Linked DNA regions of Danio rerio: region 1 is linked to region 2. Evidence: chromatin contacts called from public HiCAR-type data. All regions are on one chromosome and are shown on one strand. Each heading gives the region's core, a stretch centred on a gene start, on an enhancer-like site or on the middle of the called end of the contact. The rest is flanking DNA. Distances are from core to core; before and after follow the strand shown.

Region 1 (6,407 bases), core at 599-3,098, 160 kb after region 2:
ACAGAAATGCCAACTGACTCAACCGGGACTCAAACCAGCGACCTTATTGCTGTGAGGCGAGAGTGCTAACCACTGAGTCACCGTGCCCCCGCTTAAGTGTGTTCAATGTTTCAGTAAATGACCCACACAAACTCCCTATTCCTGCAAAGCTGTGAGTTTGCTTTAACATGCAACCAAGCAAGTTTAAGTGTTTTGTTAAATTTTTTAAAAAGAGTAGCAATTAAAAAGAAAATTGCCAACCAAATTAAAGGCTAAAGGTTAAAAAAAAAACTTTTGTACTTTTACAGTTGCAATGTAAAATAATTGTAATAGTAATTATATAAATAACGTATTTAATACTGCTATTAAATACGGTAACAATATCTCAATATCAAAACCAATATTCATGCCCTTTTAGAGCATGCACCAGACTGCTTCTCTGTGTTTCTCTGATATTTTCTACAAATAAATAATTATTTAGGCCTATTTAAATATTAATTTATTATATTATAACAAATAATTAAAATGAAAAAGTTAAATATAATCAACAAAGAAAATGTAAATGAAAAAGCTTATTTATTGGCTGTTTTAGTTCTTTCACTTTAAAATAACAAACACACTTTATGAATTAATTTATTAATTTACAGTATGTTTGTACTTTTATTTTAGTTGTCTCTAATTTTATTTTAGTTTTAATTTCCAAAATGAATCCTCATTGCACTTAAGTTGACATTGATAATAAAGCTTGTTAACAAGTTTTTAATTATTAAGGAAATATATATATATTTAATGATGAAGGAAATATAATGCATTGTTTCGTTATTTCTTCTTCATTTACAAGTAGCAGGGTATTTCTATATTTCTGCTCACATTCCATCTCTTTGTGTCATTGGCACCATTGTCGCAAACTGCCGCTACACCTAAAAACACTTTATGAATTCTGTAGTCCTTCCGTGGCATCACTACGTGGTGAAGTGGTCATTTTGAACTGTTACTCACTGTTATTGTATGATTAAAAACATCAATAAAAATAATAATCAACAATACATAATAATTATAATGCTTCTTCTGTCTATTTTTATTTTTTCGGTCTATTCTATTTTCAGAAATGATGCACATACAGTTTTACAAAAGGTAATAAAAAATATTTATGGCCAGTTATAATGTAGTCAAAAAAAAATAATGGCACTTATAATCAGTGTTGGGAAAAGTTACTTTTGAAAGTAATGCATTACAATATTCAGTTACTCCCCTAAAAAAAACTAGTTGCGTTACTTTTTAAGGAAAGTAACGTGTTATGTTACTTTTGAGTTACACTTTCATACCTGTCTGAGGCTTGACCTCTTTCAGAACTTGAAGGGTACTTTTCTTTTTTTAAATATAGGAGCTTTGCATTTAGAGACACATTGTATAACATACATCTTCATTTACCTTTTTAAAAAGTTGGAACAATGTTACCTTCTGAGAACTTTCTGACGCTACACATGCCATATAAACAAACTAATTAAAGTTGAAAGCAATGTTGAAAGCAACACTGCTTATAATGCTTGCAATTAGACTTTCTTTTTAAATGATTCACTCTATTTTTAAAAGAAATGATGCACAAACAGAGCCACAAATGATAAAAAAAACAATTATGGCCAGTAATTTTTCTCAAGTCACTAGCCACTGGCAGAATGAGAGGAGAGATGAACGGCCTTTCACCAATGCATCGGGACAACTTTATTAGAGTCAACAAGCTGATCAGACAGCCATGCTCTCCACAAAAAGCGCTCTGCTTGTTTCTTATTGGCCCGTACAGCCGCAGCTGGACTCTATTATGAGGGCCAGACGTGAGCTGTTCCACTTCAACAAGTGAAATAATGCGATCCAAATGCGAGTCATGCATACTTCTGCAGAGATGATGCATTGCTCACTTAACGGCAGAGCTGCTCCACACTGCGGGTCTGTTTACGTTTCAGGCACGCCGGGACGAGAGTGCAAACACATGTGAAGAACAGGCAAAAGAGAGAAAGAGGGAGAGGGAGAACGACTGCGATCATCTGACGGATCACATGAGAGCTTGGGCAGAATTAGGCCAGAGTTGGACGCACACGCTCGTTCTCACATGCCAGCCTGATTAGGATTAATCATTCCGAGGAGACCCTCCGTCAAACAGTTTGTCAGAAAGTTCAGCGCTTCTCAGATGCTTTGGCGGAGGATGATGAGAAAGCGTTTAATTCATCCGTCCTGACTGTAGAGCACTTTTAGCAGATACACATATCTGAAGTAGGGCGATGCAGTGGCGCAGTAGGTAGTGCTGTCGCCTCACAGCAAGAAGGTCGCTGGTTCGAGCCTCGGCTCAGTTGGCGTTTCTGTGTGGAGTTTGCATGTTCTTCCTGCGTTCGTGTGGGTTTCCTCCGGTTGCCCCCACAGTTCAAAGATATGCGGTACAGGTGAATTGGGTAAGCTAAATTGTCCGTAGTGTGTATGTGAATGAGTGTATGAGAATGTTTCCTAGTAATGGGTTGCGGCTGGAAGGGCATCCGCTGTGTAAAAATGTACTGGATAAGTTGGCGGTTCATTACGCAGTGGCGACCCTGGATTAATAAAGGGACTAAGCCAACAAGAAAATGAATGAATGAAAAAACACATCTGAAGTTTTCAGTTTTATGAAATGTATTGCACTTTCAATATGTTGTAAGGATTTTTTTTATTTTATTTACTCCTTAAAATTGAATTTTCTTTAGTTTTGGGAAATAATTATTTGGGATATTCAGCAAGAGTGCATCAAAAGGGACAGAAAAGTAGATTAATAATAGTACATAACATTTACATTTTAAATAAATGCTGTTTTATTTTTTGGAATTTATGCTCGGCATAGAATCCTAGAAAATCCTTAATCATTGATTTTTATCATTGATACTACTACTACTACTACTACTACTACTACTACTACTACTAATAATAATAATAATAATAATGTAATTATGGAATCATAATAATAAAATGATGATTTTAGGATAATGAAATGGTAATTATGTGAAAACTGAAGTATGATGCTTACATTTTAGCTATGATATCACTACATTTAAAAAAATACCAAAACAGAAAATGGCTATTTTAATGGAAATAATATTTTCTGTATTTTGTGCGTATAAACTAAAAGCCTATTAAGAGAAAATAATTGTGAGATATTAATTGAATACGCCCTAATAAACACAAACTTTTGGGTTTTCTCACAATTCTATTTTTTTCCAATGTAAGCTCACCCAGATTTGATTTTGTATCTTGCTAATCTATTGTTTTTCCTCCGAATTGTGAAATAAAAAGTCAATTTGTAACTGTTGATGTGAACCATATGAACAGATAATCTGTTATCCAGAATTGTATGGAACGTCCGGTTAGGGGAGAGCGGGGACGAAAGTAACGTGGGTCGAAAGTACCAAATTGATTTTCTCGAAGCCCTGACAACATTTGATTTCCAGGTTATAACAGCACATTTAGGATGCAACATTTAATGGAGCTGCCAAATGTCATGAGGTTCAGGCCGTGTCCCACAGCTAGCTCCTAACTTCTGTTTTTAAGTGCAAAAAGTTAATTATTGCAGTGGCTCTTTTTTCCTTATTACAAGTTGTGTTTCTTTTTTTATGTGTCACACTAATGTTCAACCTACAGGTATTTAGTGCAATAACACATCCTTGAGTTTGAAATCTCTGGGCTCTATTTTAACAGTCTACGCGCAAAGTCCAAAGCACATAATGCAAAAGCATGCAAGAGTGTCCGAATCCATTTCTGCTATTTTAAGGACGGAAAAATATGTTTTGTGCCTGAGCACCTGGTCTAACAGGGTTGTGCTTATTCTCTTAATGAGTAATGGGTGTGTTTTGAGCATAAGGTGTATCAAATCAATCAGAGTCTTATCTCCAATTTCCGTTAAGAGTCAGTTGGTAACGCCATGGCACATTTGCCATTTACATGGTGGACTTTGTAAGTGGAAATACTGAATGCTTCACTAGTTAAACAGACCATCTGCAGTGCGAAGATAAAGAATGAACCTCCTCTATTCGGCCTCTTTACTTTCTCTTTCTCTCTTTCGTGGATAAGGAAACGGAGTTGTATGCACTTCACTAAAGACATCCATTAGTCTACATTTTTAATTCTGTTTGTTAAGCACAAAGATTTAATTCAATTTCTAAAATCAGTTTTAATTTCCAGCAAACAAATAAATGAACAATAATAATAAAGTGTGGTCAAAAAACTGAGTTATATCCAATTAAAGATGCTATGCCCCATCTGGTCTAAAGCCCAACAGGTGGACAAATCTAAGCTTGTTTTTAATATAACAAATATAAATATTCAGAATAAATAATACTGCTAATAATATTAACAACATTATACAAAAACAAGTTAAATAAACTGAAAAAAGCTTTCCAAGATGATGAAGGCACGCAGGCAGTGGTTTTTATATTTATGTATAAAGTAATCATTTTTGTAATATTTTAATCCTTTAATTATTTTTCATTTGTAAACATATTTGTGTATTGCAGTACATCCTGTGTGTATTAAGCAATGTGTAAGCATTTAAGGTGCACAACTAATGTACTCTGTGCTGGACTTTTGACCTGATTTTAGCTGGTCTATTGCACAGTCTATTTTAGTTCCTCAAAACAGCAACAAGGCAACAATGCGCCTTAACACACCTCTTTTCTAGACCTGCACACCCATGAGTCCACAAAGTGGCGCAAATTAATTTGCTATTTAAACAACGTGGTGGAAAACGTGAAAATTAGGGTTGTGCTGGTCTGAAAATAGTAATACATCGCGTTAAGGTTAAACACATTGTGAGCTTTATTGCGCTGGGTGTTTGATAGGGCCCTCCGAGTTTTTCAGTTTAAAAATAATTCAGGTTAAAATGGAAAGAGATCCTATGGGGGCGAATGCAACACTGTTATTCATGTCCCACTGATAATAACCATGCTTTATTTTTCCACTTCATTTTCAGTGTTTTGATATGTTTTATAAGATGAATGCATTTTGGCAATAATAATAAACAAATATTCAAAAACTATAGATAAAGTTAATATTTTGCATTGTTGGATTGCTTTTGAAACATACGATGGAAGTGACATTTAAAATGAAAATGCAGTTTAATATTTTTTGCAAAAATAAAGCACAAAATATGTTTGCAGTTAACATTAACAGGGTCAGATACTGTATTCAATCTAAACAAGATTAAGCCAGTAAATCTAGCAAATATTATTGTGTTACTTTAGATCCACCAGTGAGTTACGTTCGTCTCTGTTTATGGGGTCTGAATTAACAATGTGCAACTTTTGCCTAAAGTGAAGTTATACTGCAGTTGTTTTACATTGACAGAAAATAACCCCTTATTTTGACAGAGCACTGTTGCGAGTTAGTAACCACAGCAAAATATACATTTCTGCTAAACACATTATCTATTATAATGAGGTTTTTATGAAAACTTGTCAGTACTCTCCCCCACTTTGATTAAAATGTACCAGTTAGTGAACATCTTTGAAAGAGATATTCTCCCTGATTTCACTAACAGCCTTTACACACACTACCACACACACACACACACACACACACACACACACACACACACACACACACACAGAGCCATGTTTCAGTCTCTCTCTCTCTCTCTCTCTCTCAGCCAGCTCAGATTGGTGGAGCTGGTGCTTGCCTGCGCTTGAAGAATAAACTGTACAGGCACTTGGTGTCAGAAGCGCTCTGTCTCTATTCACGCTTTCAGAGGTAAAGCGTTCAGCCGCTCCGCTCAGCACCCGCCGCGTCTTAGCTTTCAGAAGCGAGAGCCTCAAGCTAACAGTTCCCCCGCCCCACGACAAGCTTTCATAATGAGCGGAGGAAAAAAGAAATCCATGCTGAATAATTCTCCACTCTAATTTACAGCCGTATCAGTGTGAGACTTAGACAGATGATTAAAGCTGCGCTTGTGTGTACGTGTGCGTATGCGTGTGTGTTTTTCCTTCATTTCCCTGAAGGGAAGTATTCGGAAAAGTGAGTGACAATCTGAGAGGGATTTCGGGTGCAGCCAATGAGATTTCTCTCTTCGAACAACAGCCTGTATGCTCGTTGCGTTTTCAACTCAAAGCCAGGATGCCAGAACGTGTGTGTGTGTGTGTGTGTGTGGCTGCAGTCGAAAGCCAGGGGTTTCCGATGTAAACTAGATGAGCAGAAATCTCCAGTGACATCAGAGGAAGGAGAGCTTTTTGCCAAGGCATCTAAAATAGAGACAGGAAAAGGAAGTGGCTCCTTTTTGTCTCTCTCAGGTACCGGTGCTTTTAAAAACGCAGGCTGCCAGGGAGGATGTTTGATATTAATCTTCCACGATGTGTGCCAAGGCATAACCAGCAATTCCCACCATTTAAATACAATTAAGAAAAACATATACGGTGCATTTT
Region 2 (6,546 bases), core at 3,841-6,340:
TTTTGAAGAAAGCTGAAAACCTGTAACCATTGACTTCCATAGTATGAAAAAGAACTACTATGAATATCAGTGGTTGCAAGTTTCCAGCTTTCTTCAAAGTATTTTTGTTTGTGTTAAACATCAGAAAGAAACTCAAACAGGTTTGGAACAAGTGAAGGATGAGGAAATAGAATTTTCAGTTTTGAGTGAACTGCCTTTAATGACTCTCTTTAAAAACCTATTAATATTCTTGTTTGTTTTCTAGGTAACATTATGAGATTCAGAGCTAAAAAATTTTATGTGTATCCTGGAGCGGACATCCGTCAGAAGATCCATGCCGTCGTCTGCTAGTTAATAGCTCCTGCTCTTGTGTGGCTGAGAGTGGGATATGCAAACATTTGGTTGCTTTGCTTTTCCAGACAGCCCATTACTCTGAAATGTGTAATGTGAGTTGTCACATGAACAATTGTTTGGAATGGATCAATTATGTGTTAAGTTCCATGAAACAGAGGGGTGATTTATTTATTTATTTAATACGTATAAACCCAAATACCTCTCTATGCACAAGTTACAGAAGAAGCACCTGATTCAAGAAAACAACTGATTCAATGTCATTTTTTCTGTTCATCTGAATAAAATATTTTTTTCAAAATGTTACATTTTTTTGACAATTTTTATTTCAAATTACATACAGTGAATTATATTTTATATGTACAGTGAATAAAATAAAGGTCTTTATTCTGAATGTAAAAATTGCACTTAGAAAGTAGCTTAAGAAATGGTTATGTATATTAATGTTCATTTTTTTTACTTCAAAGGCAATGAAAATAAACTATTATTTGCCATAAAAGCTCCTTTCTTTAAATGTCTGCATCCGGTTGGCACTCGAGCCTCGATCAGTTTTCTAGACTGAAATTGTCAGCTACACTCTTGTTTTTTTCTGTTTCTGTAAAATTCTCACGTTTAATATCAACAACCCACCTCTTCTGCACGACTTTGTCTTTTGGAAACGTGTGGAAACTAAGGTAAGAGTTCAATTTTTGACGCTGTGCATTGCTGAACACAGCAGTGGTATCTACAAGTACTGTTCTCACGTCTTTGAAATGACACTTTTAAACGTTTAGATGTCATATTTATGTAGCTGACATAAACATATATAAGTGGGCTATAATGGCATAAAACATTAAGACAACTGTCCAAAACATTACTCGTTTTTATCAGTAGCGCTCCTGTTGTAGCACTGTACTGTACGATCGGCGGAAGTTGGCTCGGGGTCTTAAATTTTACCGGAAATGCGTCACGCGCCGCCGTGCATAGAGCTCTCTCTCACACACGCTATAATTTTTTTGTTAATATTTATTTTGCATGTTACTCAGTTTAAGCCACAGCTCTCTCTAGTGGTGGAAGATAGATAAGACAGACGGAATTAATCTAATGTTTTTCTTGTCCACCCCTTTTCCCGCTCTTTCTAGGAACTGAAGACAGCCTGGTTTCAATTCAGACTCCAAAATAAAGCAGTCACCACACACTAAATAAACTTTGAAGAGTTCGCCGAAAATTAACTTTCTATCAACATTTACTCACCTTAAAGTCGTCCCAGACGTTCATCTTCAGAACACAAACAAAACTTTACATAAAATATATTTTCTGTCTACTCAATCAAGTCTATTCCGCCAATATAGGCTATACGTATAGTACTCTATGACACTTCAATATGTAAAAAAAAAAAAAAAGATTTTAAAAATCCAGATTTATCTTTAACGTACAGTAATGACGGGAATCTTTGACGTTCATTCTTGTGAGACACGCGTGGTACTGCTTCAGCAAGAATGAGGTTTGTTCTCGTGCTTCAAGCAGGTGTTGTCCAGCTTTTGTTTGTGTTCATTGATTAATGTTTAACGTTATAGGCAAATTAATGCTTTTCATTGTACAATTGAACAAACCTTAAAGAGTTTTCTTTACTCACCCTCTCATCTCCAGAAGACTAAACTTATATTACATTTAATAGACGGTTTTATCCAAAGTGACTTGATTAAATAAACTTTAGAAATATATTTTATGATGTCTTTATGAACATTTTGAAGCACCATGTTAATTTTTCAATGGGAACACAGATATTTCAGATTTCATTAAAAATATCTTTGAGTTCTGAAGGTGAACGGTTTTGATAATGGTGAGTAATATTTTTCCTTCAAATATATGAAGATACAATATTTAGTCTTCATCGTGGTCATTGTGTTTTTTTATTGTCTCATGTACTGTGTTTCTCAACCACGTTCCTAGAGGCTCTGCACATTTTCCATATCTTCTTAAACAAACAGACTCAGATCATCAGCTCATTAGCAGAGACTGAAAGACTTGTAACGGGTGTGACAGCAAAGGAGACATCCAAAATATGTAGTGTAGGTGGTCCTCCAGGAACTTAAAGAAACACATAGGACATCCTATATTGAACTAAACCACGTTCCAGTCTTAATGTATTTAACAGTAACCAACAGAGGGCGGTGTAGTATGACAGAGACAGATTAAAAGTCACACACACAAATTTAGGCCAGGATCATCAATCACTGGAGAAAAACAGTCAAAGCCTCAGATCTGACAACAAAAGGGTTTGATGTAGGGGTTTAGTTTGGGAACGGAAGAGTTTAGTAAACAACCAATAACTGTGTAGCAGAAATTAGTTCCAAGAAGTTCAAAAAGATGACAAAACTAATTAATATTATGAAATAATACTAATGACTAAATACTATACTATATACTAAATAAAGTATATGGGACATTCCACCAGAAATGTACATTATCTGTCCCTGGAATAAAAACAGAAATGAATAAAAAGTATTTCATCCCAAAACTGTCTAAAATGGACTGATGGTTGATTTCTGTGAGTTGGTCTGTAAAGAAATATGTCATTTATTTGGTTCTCAGAGTTTTGTTCTTTATTAAAAACACTTTACAAATGTACAAACCCTGTCACTGTCCTTCTACTCAGCCCAACTGAACCTACAGTTTTAAGTTTTGTTATGCTAAAAAATGTTATTTAGAAAAAAATATTTCACATCAAATGATTTTCACACAAATTATTCACATCAATAAATCAAAAACATGAAATTATACATAAATTCTACTAATAAATACTACAAATCTATAATCATGGTTTTTGCAGGTTTCCCCAAGTCAAATTGAAGACTTTTAATACCCTTTTAAGATCATTATAAATTACATTTAAGACATACATGGCTAAACACTAAGGATTTCTGATATTGGCCCAGTTGGGCCAATGGAATAGTTTTTTTACTTGCCACAAAAATTAAATGTAGTTATTGGTAACACTTTATTTAGATGGTCCATTTGAGTATTAGTAGACTGTCCGCTTAATATCTGTTGATACTGCTCCTTTAACAGACATTTAACTCACTATAAGTAACTTTGTAAGTACATGTCAATTTACACTAACCCTAATCCCACTACTAACACTACTTATAATCTATTGAGAATTAGTTGGCATGTACTGTAGATGCAATGTAACTTAAATTCAACAAATGCACCATCAAAATAAAGTGTGACCGAGTTATGTCGTAGCCACATATTTTAAAGTTGTACACACTTTTTTTAAACAATGTCCACTCCTTCTTACTGCTGTATGTAGTTTTTGTATAAATAAAAAAATCATGTAAAGGTATGTATTATGCATGTATTATCATGAGTAATTGTGTAACTGTTTTTAGTTTAGGGATTTTAATTTGGAGAGTTTTCTGTAGTTTTTTGCAATAAAATTTTTTTGAGATGGATTGTTGGCGATTAGATGGATCTCGGCGGATTGGGTAGCTTTACTTGGAGAGAGAAAATTTAAGACCTGTTTAGAGTTATTAGAGGTATAGAATTATAAGACCTACAACACAATATTTTTGTCAACAAGACCTTTTAAGGCCTAAAATATTAATTTAAAAATTTAAGACATTTTAAGTCATTTTAAGGAAACCCTGATATTACAAATAAATTTACAATTGTCCCCATGTTTCTGTCAGTCCAGTCACATTTGCATTAAATTAAACATAAAATACGTGCAAACATGTTTAAGGCTATGACTCGGAAGGGGCATCATTTGACGGAGGAGAAGCTGACAGTGATTAAGGATGCGTTCTATAGTTGAATTGTATGATATTATGCTTGTTTTTGAAAGATTTTTTGAGGACTTAAGTCAGCTTAAGTCAGGCCCTGTTGCAATTTTTATAAGTGAAAATGTACGTTTCTTGTAAAATATGTGTTTGTAATAAAATAAAATTTGTTTTGGTTTGGGAAAATCCTCTAAATCACAAACATTTTGATTTAAATTGGAAAGAAACTTCACAAGTAATACACAAACAAAAAAAAAATATATATATATATGTAAAACTTATATTTATGTAAATTGTAAGTAAGCATTGATTAGATTTCTTGTTAAACACATCATTAATAGAGGCATTTTATAATAAGAAGAGAAAATATAAGTTTAAAGCATTTGAGATATTAAAATTCAGCAAATAGGTGGCACGGTGACTCAATGGTTAGCACTGTTGCCTTACAGCAAGAAGGTTGCTGGTTCGAGTCCTGGCTGGGCCAGTTGGCATTTCTCTGTGGAGTTTCTCCCCATGTTTGCATGGGTTTCCTCTGGGTGCTCCGGTTTTCACACAACAGGTACAGGTGAACTGGATGAACTCAATTGGCCATAGTGTATGAGTGTGTGTGAATGTATGGGTGTTTCCCAGTACTGGGTTGTGGCTCAAAGGGCATATGCTGGAATAGTTGATGATTTATTCCGCTGTGAAAAAAAAATGAATGAATGAATGAATGAATGAATGAATGAATGAATGAATGAAATTCTTGTAAATTAATTAATTAGTTTTGAACATAAAAATAGGTGCATATCATAAAAAATAGGCTGATTCTTGGTTTATTGACACTTTTATGATCATCAAGAGCACAACGTAGACACACTAGTGCTCAAATCATCTAGGTTTTTAACTTTTTTTTTATCTCAGCTCCTTCCATATGTGTTTGTTTAGACGAGGTATGATAGTCTTGCGGTGTCTATCTGTTATCTGCTGTTTGATCTCTGTACCCTCGGGTGGCGCCAATGATCAAAGAGCATGATGAAATGCAGCCTGATGGCGGCTCGCTATACCAGACGTGCAAGCAAAAAGGTGAACGACTTCAAACAGATACTTATCAGTGAGCAAAGCACAGCCTAAACCTGCACAACACTTCAGCTTTACCACTGGAGAAGACCCATGGAGATCTTTATGACCTTTGGAGAAACATTTCAAGCAGCAGGCCTGCTACAGTGGTGTGGTGCTCAAGCAAAACCAGTTTATAAAACAAGCAGGAGTCGCTAACAAGGAATGAATCAGATTATCGAAAGCAGGATTCTGATTTAGAAGACATGCTTTCACTTGGTGTTGTTTTGTGTCAGTCTAATCACAAGTTGAGGTGTTGATCTTGTTTGCTTTTGAAAACGTTAAGAGTATGTGAAAATACATTGTCTGTTTGGTTTGTAGGGTAGATGCTCATGTGGTCTAACGGGGTTGAGCAGAAACAACACAGTTCACAGTCTTTCCACTGAATTCATTCTTAAGGTGATGATACACGGGGCAACTTTTTGAGCAATGTCTCTGAGCAACTTTGGCAAATGATGCCATCAGTGTGCAACCAGGTGAGACATAGGGCAATCAGATCCAGAGACAATGTTGTTGGCCATTCTTAACTGAAAAGCAGAGATGAGAAGTAGCTAAGTACAAATACTTTGTTACTGTAGTTAAGTAGAATTTTCAGGTATTAGCACTTTCATCATCATCATCATCATCATCATTTTCATCCGTTTATCCGGGGCCAGGTTGTGAGGGCAGCAGGAGAGAACCCCAGACAGCCGAGAGACATAGTCCCTCCAGCGTGTCCTGTGTCTTCCCCGAGGCCTTCTCCCAGAGGGCCATGCCTGGAACACCTCTCTAGATAGGCAACCTGGAGGCACCCAAAACAGATGCCCAAGCCACCTCAGCTGGCTTCTCTCGATGTGGAGGAGCAGCAGCCATACTTCGAGCTCCTACCGGGTGACAGAGCTCTTCAGCCTGACTATAAGGGTGCGCCTTGCCACCCTACAAAGAAAACTCATTTCAGCTGCTTGTATTCGAGATCTTTGTCCTTTCGGTCATGACCCAAAGCTCATGACCATAGGTGAAAGTAGGAATGTAGATTGACCGGTAAACCAAGAGCTTTGTCTTTCGGCTCAGCTCCTTCTTTACCACAACGGACCGGTACATCGACTGCATTACTGCTGCCGCTGCACTGATCCGCCTGTCAATCTCATGCTCCATCCTTCCCTCACTCATGAACAAAACCCCAAAACACTTGAAATCCTCCACCTGGGGTAAGGAATTTCCTACAACCTGGAGATGGCAAACCATCTTTTTCCGGTGGAGCACCAAGGCCTCGGACTTGGAGGTACTGATTCTCATCCCTGCCGCGTCACACTCAGCAGCAAACCGCCCAAGTGCATGCTGAAGATCCCAGAACGACATCGTCTGCAAACAGAGA

Evidence for each region. HiCAR-type assays count read pairs that join an accessible place to other places.
Region 1: a contact with region 2 is called in a HiCAR-type map of caudal fin, with 4 times the contacts expected there. The contact joins two enhancer-like sites. A contact is called at or near these places in 1 of 18 Hi-C or Micro-C datasets (embryo) and 1 of 4 datasets of contacts at active chromatin or transcription factors (caudal fin).

What each region holds. Positions count from the first base shown.
Region 1 is chr16:44,062,188-44,068,594 of GRCz12tu, forward strand. The region is part of intron 10 of rbms3 (RNA binding motif, single stranded interacting protein); the gene reads right to left. Among named protein-coding and RNA genes, the nearest start is that of tgfbr2b, 84 kb to the left of the region's middle. Within about 2 kb of position 1,849, at least 13 of the 62 cell types and tissues checked have an H3K27ac peak or open chromatin away from gene starts, as enhancers often do. A contact at or near this core is called in caudal fin, where this site is marked.
Region 2 is chr16:43,902,756-43,909,301 of GRCz12tu, forward strand. LOC141378297 (a long non-coding RNA gene) reads left to right here. Exons shown (of 2, transcript XR_012392442.1): 2 at 245-636. Among named protein-coding and RNA genes, the nearest start is that of stt3b, 20 kb to the left of the region's middle. Within about 2 kb of position 5,091, at least 1 of the 62 cell types and tissues checked has an H3K27ac peak or open chromatin away from gene starts, as enhancers often do. A contact at or near this core is called in caudal fin, where this site is marked.